Linked DNA regions of Sus scrofa: region 2 is linked to region 1. The links are chromatin contacts, called in public promoter capture Hi-C maps. All regions are on one chromosome and are shown on one strand. Each heading gives the region's core, a stretch centred on a gene start, on an enhancer-like site or on the middle of the called end of the contact. The rest is flanking DNA. Distances are from core to core; before and after follow the strand shown. Region 1 holds the start of PPA2 (inorganic pyrophosphatase 2, mitochondrial). Region 2 holds the start of TET2 (methylcytosine dioxygenase TET2).

Region 1 (6,100 bases), core at 1,084-3,583:
TTTCCTCAGCAAAACGTTTTTTCTTCTTTTGTCTTTTATTCCGAGTGAAAAAAAAATTTTATTCACTGTATTCTAGCTACAGAAAAATCATGAGTCTGAAATCACTTGTAGTTAAAGAAACCACAGCAAAAGCCCAATACAGCTTCAGAAATGCCCTAACAGGCCCTGTGCCAAGAGATGTTAGGCATATCTGTTATTCATCTAATACCTTTAAGGAATTTCGGTACTAAGAAGGACCTTGAGGGTCACTGGTAGGTCAACTGCTTTATTTTACAGTTAAAAGAACTGGCCATGTAAGAATTGAAGCAATCACCTGCCCAACCGCACAGTGAGAGTTACTGCAGAGCCAGAATTAAGGCCTAGGGCTCCCCATTCCAAAGCCAGTGCTCCAGGAGCCTTTAGACTGCTTTTTTCTCAGCCAACATTCAAATAAGTATTTTTCAGTGCTTTTGTATTTTCCTTAATTAATTATATTGCTACTATGAATCTCTTGAGCTCAGGGCCCATAATTAAAATCTCCTCAGTGCCACATCTAACAGCATCTAGCCCACTTCATAAATATTTCTTTTTTTTTGGTCTATCATTTATCACTGTATGTGCCGCAAATATAGAATACTTTCACCGTCTTATGAGTTAGACAGCTTTTATCTACTTAAAAAACCTGTCATTTTTAAAACACTTTCTATGGAAAGCCATTCCTCAAATTGTCCTTTTGGAACAATCCTTTTAGAAATTTGGGTCTTCTTGTTAATGGTTCTTCTCCACCTGATCAGTCTTGACCTAATAAGGATCGAAGAATATATGCAGCCAATTTTAAAGAAAATTGGGATTTTTACCATCAGCTGCATTATAACCACAAAACTACCCCAGATTCAGTTTTCTCTCCTATAAAACACTCAAGTAGCATATGCGTAAACATTTTACAAATTATAGGTATCAATAATGACCACAAGTATTATTAATAATAGTCATTTATATGCTAGGCCCTGTGACTAATCACTTTGTATATACTGTCTTGTAGTTCTCACAGCACTATTTTACAGATGAGGAAAAACTAAGGTTTCGCAAGATAAGGAAGCTCCTCCAAGGTCACAGAGCTAAGACTCCAGGACTCGGAGCTGAGATCTGAAAATCTCCACAGCTGGTGTCCCTAAAAAGTGGGCGATAAGGCAAGGCCGACTTCACAGAAAAAAGGTACCACTCCCTTCAGGGCTCTGAAATCAGAAGAGCATGAAGGCAATTAACCAACCCCCCTATTTCACGTCATGGCTAACCTTCACAGTGAAATATCAGGGTTATCATGGCTAACCTTCACAGTGAAATGAGAATAACGGACACCACGGTCATTTCCTATCTTAAGTCAGCCAGGTCAGTGCCCCAATTCGCTTTGCCCTCTGGGGCTGGCTCAATTTGGGGAAAAGGAGGGGCTACTGCAGAACCAAAGAGGTTCCTCCGGACTGTGGACCACATTCAAGGTGCAAACCTGGAATATCAATTCACTTTGCTGGGAGATCCTTCCTCAAGTCCCCGCCCCCCAGTGCCGAAACACAGCCGCTGGACCAGGCGTCTCCGAAGTTCCGCCAGCCTCTCCAATCGTTGGCGGCCCTTCCCAGCAGACGCTTTGTCACGCCCCCCAGGAGGGCGGGCTGGCGGGCGGACTGTGCCCCTCCGCGTTCACAACGAGGTTACGCGAAACCAGCACGGCGGCGGGAGCTGGGCAAACGGTCACCGGCGGCCGAAGGGTGACGGCGCGCTCCCACGCGCTCCGCCCCCGGCATGCGGAGGGCGGCTGGCTGCTTCTAAGACAACCTGGCGTGACCCCGCCTCCCGCTCTGCGCCTCTGCGCTCCGCGTTCGGGGACTTAGTCCGCCGCCCCAGTGTTGGCAGCTCAGCGCTGGCCAATCGCCGGAGGCTCGGCGCACCGCCCCCCCCCCCCACGCCCCAAGCGGGAAGGTTGCTTGGACCGCGCGGCCACTGCAGCGGGCCCGAAAGAAGGAGGAGATGGGGACCGCGCGGGGGGTACGGGGCACAGGTCCCATCGCGGGCCTCAGGCGCGCCGCGAGGTGGGGTTCCCGGGAACTACTTACTGAAAAAGAGACGGTAATCGGGCGAATGGGGCTGGCCGCGCTCTTCCGTGCGGTACAGAGCCATGGCGCGGCGCGGCCCGGGCCCTGCGCTAGCTCCCAGCGGCAGACGCGCGGCTGCGACAGCAGGGGCGCCGGCGCGCCGGATCCCACTTGTGCGCAGCAGCTGCAGCAGAGCACGCATGGCGTCGACCGCGGTCCAGCTTCGCGCGGGTGGTGCCGGGGACTGGCCCGGCCGCGCGCCGGCGCCTCCTACCGCCCGGAGTCTCCACTCCCGGCCGGGGGTTTATAACCCCGCCCCCGCCAGGCCGGGCCCTGGAGACTGATTATCGAAATTAGAGCGCCGAGCAAATTGCCGATAATGCACATTGTACCCGCAGCGAGGCCAGGGTTCAGAAGTGAACAGGAAAACGTCCACCACCCCTGAGGAGCTTACTGTTCTTTAATGCATATATGCCTACACTCCTTTCTCATCCAGTCGATATTTACTATCATTTTTTATTATAATTATAATATTGAGTGATTACTCTCTCCTAAGCATTGTTCTAGATCCTCTTCAATGTAGGACGCAAGCATGTGCACGCACAAAAATATCTGTAGGAGACGTAATGATAAGGCCTCCTTGCGAAGACTTGACCTTGACACTGATTTAAGTGGGCGGGCGGGGAACGTGTAACTTCCTCAGATGCCTTCTCCTCCATGAAGCCCTTTTGCATTTAACCCAAGTAGAGGTGATTTATATTTTCTTTTTCTTACATTTTCATTTATACAATGGCACTTCGTACTGTGCCTATGTGTTTTGTGAACTTAATCGCATTCCCTACTTCACCCTGCCGCTCCCTGGATTGTACAGATTACCAAATACTTGAGATTTGGGATTTAGGGAGTCCCATGGTGGCCTAGTGGGTTAAGGATCCATTGTCACTGCTGTGGTACGGCTTCATTCTGGCCTGGAAACTTCTGCTTCTCACGGGGGACGGCCAACCCCCCCCAAAAAAAAAATAAGAAAAATTTTAAAAGATTTGAGATTAAGTATTTTTGAAGGATGGAGCATCCATCATGCCTTCCTAGATAATGGCTCCTTTATTGTTGAGTCAAATTGTTCCTGGAACCCTTTTTCTACCAAATCGTTCTCATGTGAACTTCTGGTTATTGGCTTTCCAGAAAAAAATATGGGAACATTGTCCACAGGCACAGTCTTCATGTCTTCAGTCTTCTTTCAGTTTTTGTTTTTGTTTTTTTTTCTCATCTCAGTCCAAATGGCTTCCCCCTTGTCAAGGTTATGGGTGACTTTGTGGTCAAACATTAAGGTCAATTCTTGTAATAAATCAGAGTGGGAGAATCCAGAAGACAGCAGTAAATAAGATATTTAAAAGTAGAAATTAAAACTTTTAAAGAAAATTAAATATTTTGGTTATTCAGTCTATGACAACAAAAACAGGAAGAGCAGTAATTTTATGTTCTACAGCTGAAATTTATGTAATGTACATCAATGATACCTCAATAAATTTGTAATTAAAGATGAACTAAAAATAAATAGTAATTTTACAAAAGGAGGCAAAAAGTGCACTTATGATTTTTGCAAAAACTAAGTGAAATAGTTTTAATTAAAAGAAGTCATTTTAGAAATAATAATCTTGGGAGTTCCCCTCCTGGTGCAGTGGTTAATGAATCTGACTAGGAACCATGAGGTTGTGGGTTCGATCCCTGGCCTTGTTCAGTGGGTTAAGGATCCAGCGTTGCCATGAGCTGTGGTGTAGGTCGCAGACGCTGCTCGGATTCCGTGTTGCTGTGGCTGTGGTGTAGGTCGGCGGCTACAGCTCTGGTTCGACCCCAAGCCTGGGAACCTCCATATGCCACGGGAGCGGCTCAAGAAAAGACAAAAAATAGTAATAATAATAATAATCTCTTAATTTACTGTAATAAAAATTGGCTAATAAATGAAAGGTTATCAGGGAGTTCCCATTGTGGCTCTGCAAGTTAAGACCCAACTAGTATCCATGAGGATGTGAGGTCCATCCCTGGCCTTGCTCAGTGGGTTAAGGATCCAACATTGCCCTGAGCTATGATGTAGGTAGCAGATGCAGCTTGGATCCCATGTTGCTGTGGCTGTGGTGTAGGCTGGAAGCTACAGCTCCAATTCGACCCCTAGCCTGGGAACTTCCATATGCCGCATGTGCTATACAGTGAAGTGACTCAGTTATACATATATGTATATGTGTAATATATGTATATATTCTTTTCTCTTACTACCTCCCATCATGTTCTACCCTCAAGAGATTGGAGACAGTTCCCTGTGCTATACACTAGGACCTTGTTGTTTATCCATTCTAAAAGTAATAGTTTGCATCTGCTGATCCCAAACTCCAAGTCCCTCCCAGTCCCTCTCCCTCTCCCCTTTGGCAGCCACAAGTCTGTTCTCCATATTTGTGATTCTGTTTCTGTTCTGTAGGTAGGATCATCTGTGCCATATTTAGATTCCACATGTAAGTGATATCATATGGTATTTGTCTTTCTCTTTCTGCCTTAATTCACTTTATATGAGAATCTCTAGTTCCATCCATGTTGCTGCAAATGGCATTTGGCTCTTTTTTATGGCTGAGTAGTATTCCATTGTAGATATATAGCACATCTTCTTAATCCATTCATCTGTTGGACATTTATGTTGTATCCATGTCTTGGCTATTGTGAATAATGCTGCTGTGAACATACCAGTGCATGTATCTTTTTGAATGAAAGTTTTGTCTGGATGTATGCCCAGGAGTGGAATTGCTGGATCATGTGGTAGTTCTATATTTAATTTTCTGAGGAACCTACGTACTGTTTTCCCTAGTGGTTTTACCAATTTACATTCCCACCAAGAGCGAATGAGGGTTTCCTTTTGTCCACACCCTCTCCAGCATTTGTTATTTGCAGACTTACTAATGATGGCCCTTCTGACCAGTATAAGGTGGTACCTCATTGTAGTTTTGTTTTGCTTTTCTATAGTAATTAGTGATGTTGAGCATTCTTTTACGTGCCTCCTGGCCATCCATATGTCTTTGGAGAATGTCTAGGGCTTCTCCCATTTTTCAATTGGATTTTTTGGTTTTTTCTTGTTGAGTTGTATGAGTTGTCTGTGTATTTTGGAGATTAAGCCCTTGTCGATTGCATCATTTGCAACCATTTTTTCCTACTCCATAGGTTGTCTTTTTGTTTTTGTTTTTGTTTTTTTATGGTTTCCTTTGCTGTGCAAAACTTGTAAGTATGATTATTACATAACATTTAGTTATTTTAATTGTTTCAAATTTAGACATTAGGCTTCCATCACTGACATCTCTTGCCATTATCAGGTAGTAAGTAAAGGTCTCAATCCTAGGAGTTTACAAGCTGAAGATTAAATTCTAACACACATGAAATCATTAAGTAACATTTCCAGAGTTTACAAAATACACTAGTGGTTCTTAAATAGGTAACCGATTTTATCAACTGATGGTTTTGGAGAACATTTAGAATTAACATAAAAGGCAGAGTGTCCAAGTATGGACTATAACTCAAATATCAGGTGATAAGGACCCAGACATTAGCCCTGGTGGTAGATATAGAAAGGAATTGAAAAAATTTACAGAATTTGATGCGTGACTGGAAATAATGGAATGATGATAGAAGAGTCAAAAAAATCACTCAATTTTCTCTACAGAAGAACAACAAAAATATGTAATGTTATTCTCAGATAAAAGGAAATAAAAGTAGGAGATTATCTTAGAGATAAAATAATAATTTTTGCCTTGGGACATGCTGACTCTGAAACAATGCACACAGACCTTTTTTTGTTTTGTTTTGTCTTTTTGTCTTTTTGCCATTTCTAGGGCCGCTTCCGTGACATATGGAGGTTCCCAGGCTAGGGGTCGAATTGGAGCTGTAGCCGACGGCCTACACCAGAGCCACAGCAACTCAGGATCCGGGCCGCTTCTGCAACCTACACCACAGCTCACGGCAGGGCCGGATCCTTAACACACTGAGCAAGGCCAGGGATT
Region 2 (6,100 bases), core at 1,941-4,440, 300 kb before region 1:
AGACTTTGGTTCCAGTTCTTTAATCCCAAACAAGTTACTCAACTCTTAATTCTCAGTAAACTATTACCTACCTTATTTGGTTATGCTAAGCATTAAATTAAAAGGCAATAAATGAAAAGAATTATTGCAAGGCTTGGTACATAGCCAGTACTTAACAAGGCATTAAATGTAGTGCTAAAATATGTAAATGAGGTGTTGAGCTATGTTTTTGTTTTCTAAGTAATAAAGAATAATGGGAAATTACTGTGAGTTTTGAAGGGAAGTTTCCTAAACCAGTCAGTACTAATAATGGTGAGAAAAATTTAAAGGAAGATGAGCAGGAAAAGATATGAGGATAGTTTGGGCATAATGAAAAAGGTTGGTTCTTGGTTTCACAAAACTTGGGTTTGAGAGGTGATCCTCTATTTGCAGGCTGTATGCCCTTGAGAAAGTCACTTAACCTCACTTTTCATTTTTATAAGATGGGGACTGAATTAAATGCTGTTTTGAATATGGCATATGATTTTGTATATTAAATTGTTAGTGTACACTTTACCATAAAATAGTGCACAAAAATGCTTTTAAAACTATAAAATCCAGGGGTTCCCATTGTGGCACAGCAGAAACAAACCTGACTAGTATACATCAGGATGCAGATTTAATCCCTGGCCTCACTCAGTGGGTCATGGATCCAGCGTTGCCATGAGCTGAGGTATAGGTTAAAGATGCTGCTCCAATCCTATACTGGCTGTGGTGTAGGCCAGCAGCTGCAGTTCTGATTCCACTCCTAGCCTGGGAATTTCCATATGCCATGGGAAAAAAAAAAAAGGCAAAAAATTATAAAATCTTATAGAAATGTAGAATGGTGCTGAAGTAATTACTAATAAACTTCAATATTGAAGTTAAAAATTAGTTTCTCAAAAGAAAGTAGGATATTAAATGAGTTCCCAAATTTGGATGAGAATAAGAGTAGTTACTATATTGTAAAGTGAGAATTTATGAGAAGAAAAGAGATTGATATTAGCAAGACACTTGCAATACTTCTGGAGGCAGTTCCATGATGTTTAGTGGCAGTTCCGCTAATGATCCTAATGTTCTCTTTATAATGCCTTTGGCAATATTTTAACAGGGCTAGACTTTTGAGTTTCATCTGACATTTCATTTTTTCCCATAATATCAATACCCCCATTGGGTAGCTCCTGATTTGAGTAAGTTAGGGTTATATCATTTGTATCTTTTTTTTTAATTTCCAAATTTTAGAAGGATAATTTAACCATATGAAACAAGATCAGAAAAAAGTACAAATCATATTAATGAGTGTCTATTAAGTTTCTCATAATACTGTGATCCTTGATTTTAGAAAATAATAGTTTGTATTAATAAAGTAATTTGTATCAATAATTTAAAGAGTTATGACTAAATGTTTTATCTCTTGGAGTTTTTTTAAATAGGCATTCTGCTTATGTTAAATATATACCTTTGTATGGTGTGCAGTAATATCATTAGACAAAAGAAACAAGGCCCCTTCATAGCAATGACTGCTGTGCTGCTTCAAGGTCAATTGTCTTTTAAGTACTCAGAGAATCTTTATATGTCATACTTCAGAAATATGTTTTTGGAGATGGGAAACAACAGGCTATGATTTAATGTTTTTGTTAAACCACCATAATTCTTTCAAAGGAGTATGTATCACAACTATTTCTCTATGTTAAAGAGAAAATTAAGTCCTTAAAGAAATTTCCTATTCTCCAGGTGGAGAGGAAATTAAGAATCACCTATTTTTGCTGTTGTTAATACAAGAAATTTGCATTGTAAAGCAAGCTGCTGTTGCCAACTCTTTAAAGGACAGAGCATACAGGAAGCTGCCTCCACCCTAACAGGCTTAGAGACTGAGCAACTAAGTTAGACATCAGGTGCCCAGGCCAATCAAGTCAAATTTCTAACACAAAATAGCATGTCGTGGAACCTGTTCTATTTGTCTCCCCCCGCCCTTCACCCCCAATAAGAAAGCAAAGATTTTTCTGTGTAGGAGCAGTACTGGTCTTTCTAGTTGGAGGAAAAGTGGTAAGGAATTTGGTAACAATTTACTGTTGTTAAAACAACAAATTATCTTTTAAAAATAGATTATCCACACCTATAGGAGGAGGAATCTCTAGAATGCACAAAATAAAAGCTGGCTCTGAATTACCCATCCAAATGTGCACTGAAGTGCAGCAAACAACTGATCATGTGCAACTACAGCTTTTCTTTCCCAGAAATAGCAACTAAGAAAGAACTTTTTAAAAATCAAAAATATATAATTTCACTAAAATGTTTTACACTTGGAGACTATTAGAATTTTATTTATTTATTTTGCTGTGGAAAAGTCACAATAACCAACAGGAGTAATGCATTTTCTTTTAAATTAGCAGATGTCATGGTGGTTAAGGGTGGGGTGGAGGTTCAGAGAAAGAAGTTGGCAAGAAAAGGTTCAGGGCCTGTTGCAAAATCAACTGCTAGCCAAGTGTGATTCCAGCTATATGGGAACTACCTGTTACAACAGAAAGAAGGGTCTAAAAGATGAAATGAGAAGGGAGTGAGCTTAAGCATCATTTTCCCAATTATCTTGTAAATAGCTAAGGGAACACGTAGGTGTTTCTATCAAACACACGTGAATACAATATTTGCTACATGTACTTTAAGAAGACAATGATATAATTACTTGTATACTGCTAGTGAATCAAGGAAAACCCCTGAAAATAGATGGCTTATGATTGGTAATAGTAATAACTACCTGGGCACTTACCAGTTGTTTTATTTAATCCTCACAACCACACTGTTTCAGAGGGTGTTTAACAGATGAGGAAACTGATACACAAAACAGCTAAGTAGAATGTTCAAGGTCACACATTTAGTAAGGGGTGGAGTCAAGATTCATCTAGGTCTGTCAGACTCCAAAGTCCACGTGGTCCCAATTCTGCTGTACCATGCACTATACGAATGTACATCATAGTCTTTGAAAACTTTACTTTTTGAACTTGAAAAACAAATTACAAGGCACCTCCTAAACAGTTTAAAGCCTCCTAGCAGTTGCCAAGACTTCAATGACGTATTAGTGTGCAGTTAGAAAAGACAGAAATTCATTTTACATGCTTAGGGAAACAAACAGTTTTGCTTAGACTAGTGCGAAATCAAAAATCTAAGTCAATTTGTCTCAAAATGGAATAAACAATGTTTCACTAGAACCTACTTTAAACACTTTTCTCGTAACAACATAACACATTAGAGTTCCTTTTTTTCCAGCCCTTTTCAAAGAGGAAATATTCTAATTTCCTAAAATTAGAGAAAGACTTCACTTCTAAAAAAAATTATGGACAAAAAAGTGAACGACACAGAATAACGTGTGTTGACTTAAGAGTATCATGATCACAATGTAGCGATCCCGTAAAAGATGTGCCCCAAATATGTATTTGAAATTTGATAAAAGTGAGAACTTCTTAAAGGTAGAGAGCAAATCTCAAAAACTGATATAACGATTCACGTGGGCTTTGTTCTTTGTCTCATCGTCACATTAAACATATGATTGTGCGGAAAAGCATTAAAAGAGAAGTAAAAACGACTAGGCGATAGAAAAGAAAAACTGTCAATGAATGCGAGCAGTTGTAGACTACGAACGTCAGGAGAAATCGAGTGATCGCCTTTTGGAGGTTAGTTGTTTATGGGTCGATTTCTTCATTTCTTAATTATGAGACTGAATTTTTTCTTTTTCCAAAATAGATGCTCTTAAGCACTTGAAAGTGCAGGTTTATTTCTTACAAACTGAATCAAGCGAGATGTAGATAGTCGCTGCTTAGAAAGCCCTCTTGGATCTGCGTGAATCCTTCCCAGCCCACGTGGCCAAAGTAAACAGAAGGTGGGCCGGGGCGGGGAGAAGCGGGCCTCGGTCAATTTCCTAATTTGTCGAGTCTTTAAAACTACAGACCCCTAAAGCACTAAGGGCATGCCCTCGAAGAAACTCGGGAGTGCTTCTGCTGAGCGAGATTAAAGGGACTGTGTAGAGAGGATGCCAAAGCGGGGGCGAAGAGGGGCTGGTGGACCTACCAGGGGGTGGGGTGCGGGCTCGAGCGGGCAGACCTGGGTGCGCGCTGGGGTGCGTGAGGGCATACCTGCCAGGAGGTGGGAGTCAGGGAGGGTGCCAGGCAGCAGGGGGGTGTGCACCTAGTCTAAGGGGGCGGAGGGGAACGGCACCAACAAAAAGTTTCAAAGGTTAAGCTAGGGTCTTGCATCCTCGTGCCAGGGACACATGCCGCCTCCCCCTTTGCGCCTGCCTGGAGCCTTCACCCGGGTAGAGACCTATCCGAGGGTCCCCGGGGAACCCCGGGTCTGACGGCGGCGTCGTCCGGAGGCCGGACGTTCCCTGGAGCCCGCGCGCTCCTCAGAGCGCAGCGCTTCGCCGGCTCGCTCCCCAGTCCCGGCCTCGACCGCGCGCCCCCACGTTCGGCTCCAGGTGCCGCCGGCTTTTGTGCGGGGAGCCGCGGGGCCGGGGGCCGATTCCCGGGAGCCGGGGCCGAGGGCCCCGGGGCGGCGACAGAGGCCAGGGCGGAGGAGGCGGCGGCCCGGCGGAGGGGGAGGAGGCGGCCCGGCGGAGAAGGAGGAGGAGGAGGAAGCGGGGCGGAGGAGGAGGAGGAGGCGGAGGAGGAGGAGGAGAGCGGCGGCAGCGGCGAGAGCTCGGGCGGCCCCGCCGCCTCCTCGCGAGCGCCGCGCGCCCTGGCCCGGCTCGCATGCGAGTCACGTCCGCCCCCTCGCAGCGGCCGCCCCGAGACGCCGGCCCAGCCGAGTGATGAGAACAGACGTCAAACTGCCTTATGAATATTGATGCGGAGGCTAGGCTGCTTTCGTAGAGAAGCAGAAGGAAGCAAGATGGCTGCCCTTTAGGATTTGTTAGAAAGGAGACCCGACTGCAACTGCTGGATTGCTGCAAGGCTGAGGGACGAGAACGAGGTCAGAGCGCTTCTCTTATGCCGCGGAACTCTCCCTTTCCTCTCCCCTTCGCTTTCTCTCGGGCTTGCGGGGACGGGGGAGCCCAGCCAGCAGTGTCACCCACAAATACCAAGAGGGAAGAGGGAAGCTTCACAAATTACTGGAGCCTCTTCAACATGGCTGACAAATATAGTTTTAATTCCACCCCCCCCCCCTTAAACCTGTAGTTCAGTGTTCTCTTCTCTCTCCTGCTAATGCTCGTGTCCTCGTCCCCCAGAAAACTTACCTTTGTGAGTCCGGCCGGCCGCTTTCCCGGCCTTTTATCCTCCGGAAAGTGATTTTTCTCTGCTTGCCTTTCTAAAATAGTTCAGCTTTGGGGGGCACGACTTTTCCCTGGAATCTTCCCCACCCCCTTCCCTTCGTGGAAGGCAAAGGAGTCTCTGGTTTATGCTCACCCACCCCGGGAAGAACCCTGACAGAGCAGCTTCGACCCTTTTCTCCGCTGGGGGTCTGGGTCTGGGTGTGCGATTGCGTCCGCCCCTTTCTGCCCCGCGTCCCCTTTTCGGGGGGCGCGCTCAGCGAGTGTCACAGCGCCTGGGACTGGAGTCCACTCAGTGGGGTTTTGTTTTTTCCTGAAGTCCGCGCGTTTTGTTAGTGGTGCTGAGCGAGAGAGGGAAGAATAGTTTCTCTGGTTCCCCCAACAAGACCCGAACCCACTTTTCTCAAGGTACAGCAGCTCCGCGTCGGGCTGGACCTTCCAGCCTGGGGAATGTGTGTAAGAGAATTTGTGGGCAAATCTGTGTCCTGGCTTTGTGCTTCTCCCGAATCTGCTTCGTCGGGTTCCCCGGTAAGTGACAGGCAGACACAAAGGCAGGCGCAGGCCGGGGGAGGGGGCGGGCGGGAGGGAGGAGGGGGGCAGCGTGGAGAGTTGGAAGACTGCAAGGTCAGGGGCGCCGAAAGAAATGAAACCCAATCCCGGGAAAGAAGCTGAGAAGTAGAGAGCAGATTTCTAACAGTCCCGTCCAAATTTCTCTTTCTCTCTTGGCTGCTCTCTTCGGTTTGTTATCTCTCTGCCTTGCTCCGGGTGTCCCTTTTCTCCTCCTCTTTGCTCTTCTTCTCTTTCTCGTTCTTCTTCCCCACCATCATCATCATCACACGAGTC

The links. Promoter capture Hi-C pulls out the DNA fragments that hold promoters and counts their contacts.
Region 2: a contact with region 1 is called in a promoter capture Hi-C map of liver, with 13 times the contacts expected there. The contact joins the promoter of TET2 here to the promoter of PPA2 in region 1. A contact is called at or near these places in 3 of 5 promoter capture datasets (fetal liver, fetal skeletal muscle and liver), 19 of 47 Hi-C or Micro-C datasets (alveolar macrophages, blood, brain and 12 more) and 2 of 2 datasets of contacts at active chromatin or transcription factors (alveolar macrophages and skeletal muscle).

The regions. Positions count from the first base shown.
Region 1 is chr8:116,245,764-116,251,863 of Sscrofa11.1, reverse strand. It overlaps PPA2 (inorganic pyrophosphatase 2, mitochondrial), which reads right to left and starts at 2,333. Exons shown (of 12, transcript XM_021101713.1): 1 at 2,088-2,333. The coding sequence starts at 2,268.
Region 2 is chr8:116,544,066-116,550,165 of Sscrofa11.1, reverse strand. TET2 (methylcytosine dioxygenase TET2) reads left to right here and starts at 3,190. Exons shown (of 11, transcript XM_013978993.2): 1 at 3,190-3,665.